Linked DNA regions of Anas platyrhynchos: region 2 is linked to region 1. Evidence: chromatin contacts called from public Hi-C data. All regions are on one chromosome and are shown on one strand. The core of a region is the stretch at or near the end of the contact, and the rest is flanking DNA. Distances in the headings are between cores, read along the strand shown.

The links. Hi-C and Micro-C count contacts between places; a contact is called where the count stands out from the background.
Region 2: a contact with region 1 is called in a Hi-C map of small yellow follicle, with 1.7 times the contacts expected there. The contact joins the enhancer-like site here to the promoter of ATP1B1 in region 1. A contact is called at or near these places in 2 of 8 Hi-C or Micro-C datasets (F5 follicle and small yellow follicle).

The regions. Positions count from the first base shown.
Region 1 is chr1:88,286,450-88,290,528 of IASCAAS_PekinDuck_T2T, forward strand. ATP1B1 (ATPase Na+/K+ transporting subunit beta 1) reads right to left here and starts at 1,683. Exons shown (of 6, transcript NM_001310386.1): 1 at 1,572-1,683. The coding sequence starts at 1,671. It overlaps LOC110354432 (a long non-coding RNA gene), which reads left to right and starts at 911. Exons shown (of 2, transcript XR_002406375.4): 1 at 911-1,153.
Region 2 is chr1:88,324,775-88,328,853 of IASCAAS_PekinDuck_T2T, forward strand. No RefSeq gene overlaps it. Among named protein-coding and RNA genes, the nearest start is that of ATP1B1, 39 kb to the left of the region's middle. Within about 2 kb of position 1,962, at least 4 of the 8 cell types and tissues checked have an H3K27ac peak or open chromatin away from gene starts, as enhancers often do. A contact at or near this core is called in F5 follicle and small yellow follicle, where this site is marked.

The sequences.
Region 1 (4,079 bases), core at 433-2,932:
CCACAGAGCCAACAGGAGCCGTTAGATTCAGGTTTACAAGCATTGCTCAAGTGTGACCTCCCTAATAATTCAGACTCTGGCCTCCACCAGAGACAACAGAGGCAGATTTTAGGCCCAAATCAGCACCAAGGCTCAATCTCAAATGCAGGCAAGCACTTCAGCGTGTCACAGCACTCTGCATTTACCAACCTTGCGCATCTACAAAGGCACGCCAGCACCGCTCATACCAATTAAAAACTGAATTATGTAATAATGAAAGACTAAATTTAGTTTGGGTCTGAAAGGAGATGCCTAGAATAATCCTAGTGGGGGGGAAGAGCCTGAGAGGCAGCGCAGCTCAGACTCTGGGTATCGGTTACCAGTTTACAGGGATTATCTCAACTGATTAACTGCACAGTAACACGCCGTACTAGGCATCACCAGGCCGCCTACGGGAAGGATAAACCAGCCCATGCCAAGCAACTAGGGGCTAATTGGGCTGCAGGAACAAGCACTGCAGCGAGGAACACTTCAAAAAGCCTGCTCGATCCCGGCGTCCTAGCCTAATCGCAAACGCGGACGAGGTTTACATGGAGGACTCAAGGTGAACAGATACAAGGGCAGGGGAGGAAGCAGTAGTGAAGGTATTCCTCCTCTCCTGAGCCCCGTCACAAAAAAGCTCCATCAGTGGAGAAGCCTCCTCATTAAAGCAGCCATTTCTGGTGGATTTCGTTTTCCATTTACGACAGAAAGGATCAGGAGGGACAGGCTCAGAAAGACGCTCCATCCTCTCATCCGCCGGGGAGCGGGGCGGCAGCCATGGCTGGTGAGCAGAGCTCGGTGCGGATCGCGGTGCTCCAGGAGTTAAAGCACTCTTTGGTATCCAGGCAGCGTAAAGCAAATGGTCGTGACGTCAAAGACATTTGGAAATTTTTTCCAGAGCACGGTCATAGGAGGTGCTGTTGTAACGAACCAAACACTAATGCTCTTGTCCGCAGCGTAACGCCTTTGAGTTTTTGTAACATCAAAAGGCCGGCGCTGGGAGGTAGCTTATTTAACCGGTCTCCCAGCCGGGATGCTCCTAGCCCCAGAGACACCGTAAAGGTCACGGTTTCAGAACAAACACACGGCAACCCAGCGCAAGGGGGTTGCGCCACACAGCTTCCCACACCAGGTAGGCTTATGACGGAGGAACGGGACGGCCAGCCTGCAGGTTGACATCGCTCCCAGGCGGGTGGGCACCAGGAGGGCTCGCTCTGCCTCCGCGTCGTGAGCACTGCGGAGCCTCGGGCACAGCGGGCACCCATGGGTGCGCACCCACAGCCCCATCCTGCTCACACAGGGGCAGGGCAGGAGCCCGCTGCGGTCCAGCGGAGCCAGGGCTGGCACCTGGGGCTGCTCCCTCACGCCAGGACCAGGCTCAGCATCGGGGGGCACCCCAGCACCTGCGGGGGGCTGCCCCTGCCCGGGGGGCGCGGCAGGGCCCCGCTGCCCTCCCTGCGGGGCGAGGCAGCGCCAAGGACGAGGCGCCCTCACAAGGTCGCCCCGCCGCCGGCTCCCCCCCCCCCTTCATCCCCCTGTCCCACACTCACACCAGCTGCCCCCGGTGCGGCCCAGCAGCTCCTTCTTCTCCGAGTTCCAGATGAACTTCTTCCAGTTGCCGTCGCCGTCCTTGGCCTTCCCGCGGGCCATGGCGAGCGAGCGGGGGGCGGCGGAGGGGATGGGGAGAAGGGAGGGGGGTGAGCGCTGAGGGGCTCGGGCGGGCTCCGCGGCACCGGGACGGGCTGCGGGGAGGGGGCTTGCGGGGAGGGGAGGGGGCGCTGGAGGGGGTCCGGGGGCTGTCGGAGCACGGAGGAGCGGGGGGTGAAGCAGCGGAGCCCAGCGGGCACGGAGCGGCCGCGCTCAGCGCCCGCCGCAGCCCTTCATATAGGGCGCGGGCCCCGCCCGCACCGCGCCGCAGCCACTGGCAGGCGGCGGGGGGCGGGCAGGGGAGGGGACGGGACGGGAGGGGAGGGGGCGCCGCGCGGCACCTGCCGGGATGGTGTGGGGTTTTTTTTAATTAATATATATATATATATATTTATTATTATTTATTTTATTTTTTTTGAGGAGGGCGCAGCCGCCCTCGCAAGGTGACCTTCAGGGAGGGGCCGGCCCGATGATGGGGGGGGGTGGTGGTGGCTGCGGCACCCTGTGGGGGTCCCGGCCCCACAGCTCGTTGTGAGGGGATCCCAGGAAGGGGCAAAGGGCTCTGGTGCGGCCTTGCGATCCCCATCCACGACGGAAGTTCACCAACATGTCCCAGTCCCACAGTGTCACGACACAGCTGAGTCACACGTGCAGCCCGGCTGCCGTGCCCCACTGGGATGTATTTACCTCTGAACTTCCTCCTGGTCACGACATGGCGCCCCGGGTGTCTTCCTGCTGTTAAGCTGCAGGCTTGCTCTGTCAGCCTTCCCTCCGCCCGTTCTGGTTGCTCAGGAGGCTGGGCAACTGCACGCCAGCCGCCCCGCTGTCCCCAGGGCCAGCCCCAACGTGGGGCCCTTCCCCAGGCACCCCATGGCCACCACACACAGCCAGACCCTGAAGTGACCTGCTCAGGCCTGATTTTTGGGGCCTTGGTCTGCCGGGAATGGGCACCTCGAGGTGATGGCTCCCTGCAAGGATGAGCACGGCCTCCCCATGCCTAGGCACGCAGCTGGGCTCCTCAAAGCCTCACAGGGTTAGGAAGAGGAGTGTCACACGGGAGCAATGTACGCTGCACCCAGGGGCAATGTACGCTGAAGGCTCTGTGGTAGATTACGTGTGGTCAGAGGGAGCCAGCCAGGTGTGCCCCAGGGACTTCCAGCCTGGGTTTGGGGAATTGGCCCTCAACAGCATTTGTGCGGTGGAAAATGGCCGATCAGATGGCTGAGGACAAACGGCGTCTCCCTCCTGCCTGGTGTCTGGTCAGAGCTGGTCTTTAAAGAGACCTGCTGATGGTGGGCGATAACGAGAGCAAACAGACAGCAGTATCTGATACCCGAGTGAACATCATCTGCCGTGTAGGGAGGACGTATCATTTACAAGTTAAGAAGGCTGTGATTACAATCAGGCCAATAAATAGAGGAGCACCACAGGAGGAACAAGCGCTCACTTCTAGCACCCAGCGCCATTGCTGCTGTAGCCAAGGCTGTGTCTCAGCCGCTGGGCCACCAGGCCTGCCTGGTCACTTGGGAGCTGAACCTGCTCTCCTCCTGATGCCCTGGGTGCTGTTTTTGCCTTGGCCCCCTACCCTACAAAAACACCACGCTGGGAATCGTGTGCAGGTTGCAGTGTGGTCACCCAAACACAAAGCCCACTCTTTAGCCTACCTCATGGATGCTGTGTCTGGCTTCACCCTCGGGTCAGGACCCATCTCATCCAGTCTGCTGGTTCAGGGCAGGTGGAACAGCAGCAGTTTACGCAGACCTCCCTGCCCTCTGCCCAGGCAATGGGGTCACCCAAAATGAAGCCAGCATCAGGTACTCAAGCAGGTTCATGGCGATGTCCAAATCAGAGAAGAGAACGGGACCACACACTCTCCCACAGTGTTAGTTCCTAAGGCCACAGAAAGTGAGTTTGGAGAAAGCAACTAGAATGAATGATCTGAAAAACCTGAGCAGTCGTATCACGGTTACAGACTAAATGGCTACCCAGAAACACGATCTTCCCCCGAGCGTGTTCTCACTCTCGCTACGGGAGCTGGTGGTGCCTGTGGAAGCCAAGCTGCAGGAGCTCCTGGCTTCATCACTGTTTGTTTAAGGATCACCAGGAAACTTTCTCCTCTTCCCGCAAATGTCTCTATTACTGTACAAATACACAGAGAAGTGGGGTTGGCAGTGCCAGGGGTACCAGATCCCCGTAACTGCACAGGCTGGGGCATGCAGGATCTGGAATGGGCAAAAGGCACTTCAGGAAGGTTGCACAGCACTTCTGCAAACCCTTTTCCACATCCGCAGTCCCATGGATGCTCGGGACATGCACTTTGCTTAATGTTGGCAAATTATCCTCTCAGAATCAGCAGAACTAATAGGCAACAGGGTGCCATATTTTATTCAAATTTACCATTTGTTCAGCTG
Region 2 (4,079 bases), core at 712-3,211, 39 kb after region 1:
GACCATCTTGTGGGAATGACTGTCCTTTAATAGATCTATAAACTGCCAATAAACTATTAGGATTTTAGCTTTGTGGGATTGTGGGCATTAAAATGTTTTCCCTACGTAATATAATAGTGTATTGCATGACAAATCACCTAACAACATAGACAGCAGAGAGAGTTAATCTGGTACTAGCAGGACTGATGGAGGAAATACAGGCTGGAGAAGAGCAGAGCAGAAAGCAGGGGACAGCAAGTCCTCTGCCTTCCCTGGCACCAACCCAGGGAAGAAGAGCACTCAGGGAGGTGCCAGCCCAAAGAGCTCCATGAAATCACTTGGTAAGCCGGAAGGGGAAGAGGTGAGGTTGTGTTCAGCACGCTGATGCCAGTCCCTTGGCAGAAATGGCTTTGGTCTTGGATTCTCATTGAACCTCTTTGTTCTCCTCTGTTTTTTTGAACAATGTGTTTCTGTTTCTCCCCATGAATGTAACTCCTTATGGCTAACTGCAGTTGTGTTTATTCTTTGCATAAACCTTAGGAAACGACGTTTTTTTTTCTTTCTTCACAGCAGATGAACTTACCTAGTCTCCCACAATGGTCCTGGGGTTCTCTAGAACAGCAGAGCTAGTTGGGTCCTGTCTGGATCATTACCATAAAATACGGCCAGGAGGAGAGTTAAGGGAAGTCAAGTGGTTGCATATAGTGCCATACGATGTAGGACAGCTATTTAGGTACTTCCTTCTTCCACCACAGGGGTTCATGTTGTCATCAGCCTGTTCTCTAGCTTGACAGCACAAAACCACCAGGAGCCACAGAAATTGCAGGCAGGCCCAAGCTTAACAAGGGCTGTGCATCTCTGTGAGATGCAGGGAGGGGAGCGATCTGTTTAACAACAGAGGTGACAAGTCACTCCACAGTCAGCAGCATGGCACACTTTTTGCAGCAAGCCAGCTCTTTAGGCCTCCTGTTCATTGCTGTCGGAGGGGCTGGGAGAGAGCGTCAAAAATGCGTAACAGAAGAGTGAAGGTCTGGGGAGACGATTGGGCCATTTAGTGCAATGTGCTTATCTGCTTACATATTTTCCTTCCACTCAGCCCTTCTTTCTTACTTTTCCCTGAGATCCTGCGATTCTCCCCCTTCTGCCTGCAGACACAAAGCTCTAGCTGTTGCTTGATCTCATTTCTGTGACATTTCAGGCACTCTTCCTGCTGACTTGTTCCATCTGGTTATTACCCTTTGAGTGAGAAGTAGCTCTGCCTGCATCTCTGCTGAGTATCCCAGCCTGTGTGCTGAGCGTTTCGGCTCCTCCTCCCTGAGCAAGCAGGCTCGAGCAGGTTTATAAATAGGAGTTTTCAAATTAATAAGAGAGGGTGCGGGGGTGAGGAAGAGAGAAACTGCGCTGAAGTCACTTCAGAGGCAGATACTAATACTCTTCAGAACGATGGCTTTGCAGGCACAGCGGCACAGGGACATTTGGAGACAGGATGGTTGAGCACCGAGAGGGGGAAGGGGGTTAAGGTTTGGCTCTGCCACAAGTTTTAATGTGACGTAGGAAGTCGTAGCTCCTCTCAGTTCTCTGTGAGCTGGATCCTTCTCCTGATTCCCTCCCAGTAAATGTACCATCATGGCTGGGGGGCAAGAACGGCATATTGCTATGCATTTGCTTGTAGATCAGTAAAACAAGGCTTGCCTCTTGCTGGGCTCTCCCAGGATCACTACAGTATCACAGACTTCTATTTAGAGGCACTGCAGAGACATTCTCCCTTCTGGGCAGTGCCCAGGCTGCACCCTCTCGCTGGGGCAGAATAAACACCTTGCACTTTATGACCTTTTCCCCCCTTTGTTTTTATTATCTCCACTTAGGGCCAGTAAATCAAACACCACAAGCGCTGCTGGGAGTAAAATCCTTGTGGTGACTTCCAGCCCACTTTCCAGAAGGATAAGTCCCTTATCTGTACGGTGAAGACAAAACACAGCCAGTATGACCTAATTCATACAGATGGCATGTGGGTCAGCAGCCTTCTATCAGGACAACACTCTGCACAGGTTACAGCGTTTTGTAAATGCCAAGTGTTACTGCATTTGGTCTCTGAACCAAAAAAGCAGGGACATACACCGAGGTGAAAGCTGAGGAGTAGCTACAAGGCAGCTTTCTAATGGTGTATCAGTGCACGTCATTAAAGGGAGGGGGGGGCAGACTCACTAAAGGCAGTATCAGACCTGAACAGCACATTCTGCTCCTGGAAAGCCTTCCAGGAGTAACAAGATTATTAGACAAGCACTCTGTACTTGCAGGTCCTGGTGCTCAGTGTGACATCTGCAGTGTTCAGCAGATACATGGAGGGGATGTGAGGTCAGATGGTAGATGTAAAATCTGCATACAGGCACAGTGGGTCATGAGCAATTGTCTGGGATGGTCCCTGATTGACTCTGAACGTGAGGATTCAGCTCTAACACACAGCATGTTCTGTCTTTCTGTCTGCAGTGGAAATAACTTAGATTTATTCTGGTGCAGGACAGCCAGAACATAGAACATCATGCTTGAAATACTCAGTGTACCTACAAAAGAAAGGATGTTCTTGAACCTCTTATCTCTGGACCTCACACAGGCTAACCCCCAAGCATGCCATCCTCTTAATCCACCAAATTAGGACTGATTCCTTGCAGAGAACAGAGCACAGGCCTCTCCTCCTTGTATCTTCTTTCGGAAGGTGCATTCTGAAAAGGCTTGGAAGCTTTCATTTCCAACCATGGAAATTGTTAGACACCTTCCTGTACTGTCTCCCCTCCTGGGACAAATTCTCATTCAATCCATGATTAAAACTGATCACTAAAAACAAATCCTCTGGTTTCCAGACATCCAGCTGTAAAAGTCAGCCATTCAGAACAGCAGCAAGTACTAGTTAAAACGTGCTGGTGTTGTGAGACACGAAGAATTAGAAAAAGAATATCAAGATGGATCCTATGTTTTTGCCCAGTAGGCTGATGGCATGTTTAGTAGGAAGACAAGACATTCTCCTATTCCTGGGTATTCAGCTCTCCACAAAACTCCTGCAAAAACTTTCCTGACCTCTTACAGATAGCGTCACCAACCCAGTAATTTCACAAAGCAGGTAAGACATGGTAACGATGTCCTGCCAGCAGGTTGTGATCTGACAGCAATTCAGAGTGGGAATGGAAAATTTAGCCCTTGTATTTTATTAGTTGAATGCGGTGCTCTTCCAAAGCCTGTTGGCAAAGTTAAAAGGTTGAAGGCATTGTTAAAGTGCAGGCTGAATTGCAGCCAGCTCATGCAGTCTTAACTGGAGATATGCTGAGCTTCTGAATGAAGTATTGTGTTCCCACTGTCTCCTGCAATACAGAAGAAAGAAGTCTTCTACACACTGAAGAGGAAATTCCTTCTGATGGCACCAGGACATGGACAGGCTCTCTCTGTCACACAAATGTTAAGCGCTTCTACCACTGTCATCACCCTAGGAAGCCAGCTCCTGGTAATGTCACAGAAAAAGGTCTCTCTGTAGTTATGCAGGACCTCAGGAAAAGTCTTCTTCAGAACTTGCCACAACAATAACCATGCCTGTCTACTTGTCCTTTTGGAAACTGTTTTTTATTGCTTCCATGGTTCCAAAATACTGAGCTAATTACCTGTCCCATCTCTCCACAAGCATTAACCACACTTTCTGCTTTGCAGAGCACGTTGCACAGCCACAGGTCCTGTTTGCTACCCAGTCTCCTGACTGCTACAGCAGGGCCTTATACAAGAACACATTACCAAACAACTAACAAATAAAGCAGGACTAACTCTGCACCCTCTTTCTGCACTCTTTCCATCTGGGATTAGACTTGTTCATTTCACCAGTGGATCTGGTTATTGATCCAGTACTGCAGTTTTCATCCCACAGTACGTGAGACCCCAAGGGTCCACGAACTATTTTTAAGAAGACTACGGATAAAAACCAAGAAAAGGAAACTAACTCGGCCCACAGGAGTCCACACCTCTGCTGGAATTTTTAGTGTCTGGCAAATTGGAAAAAGGTTAAAAAACATTTGTCTGGTGAAATGAAACAGGATATGTTCCCTCAAGCATAAAATTTTGGG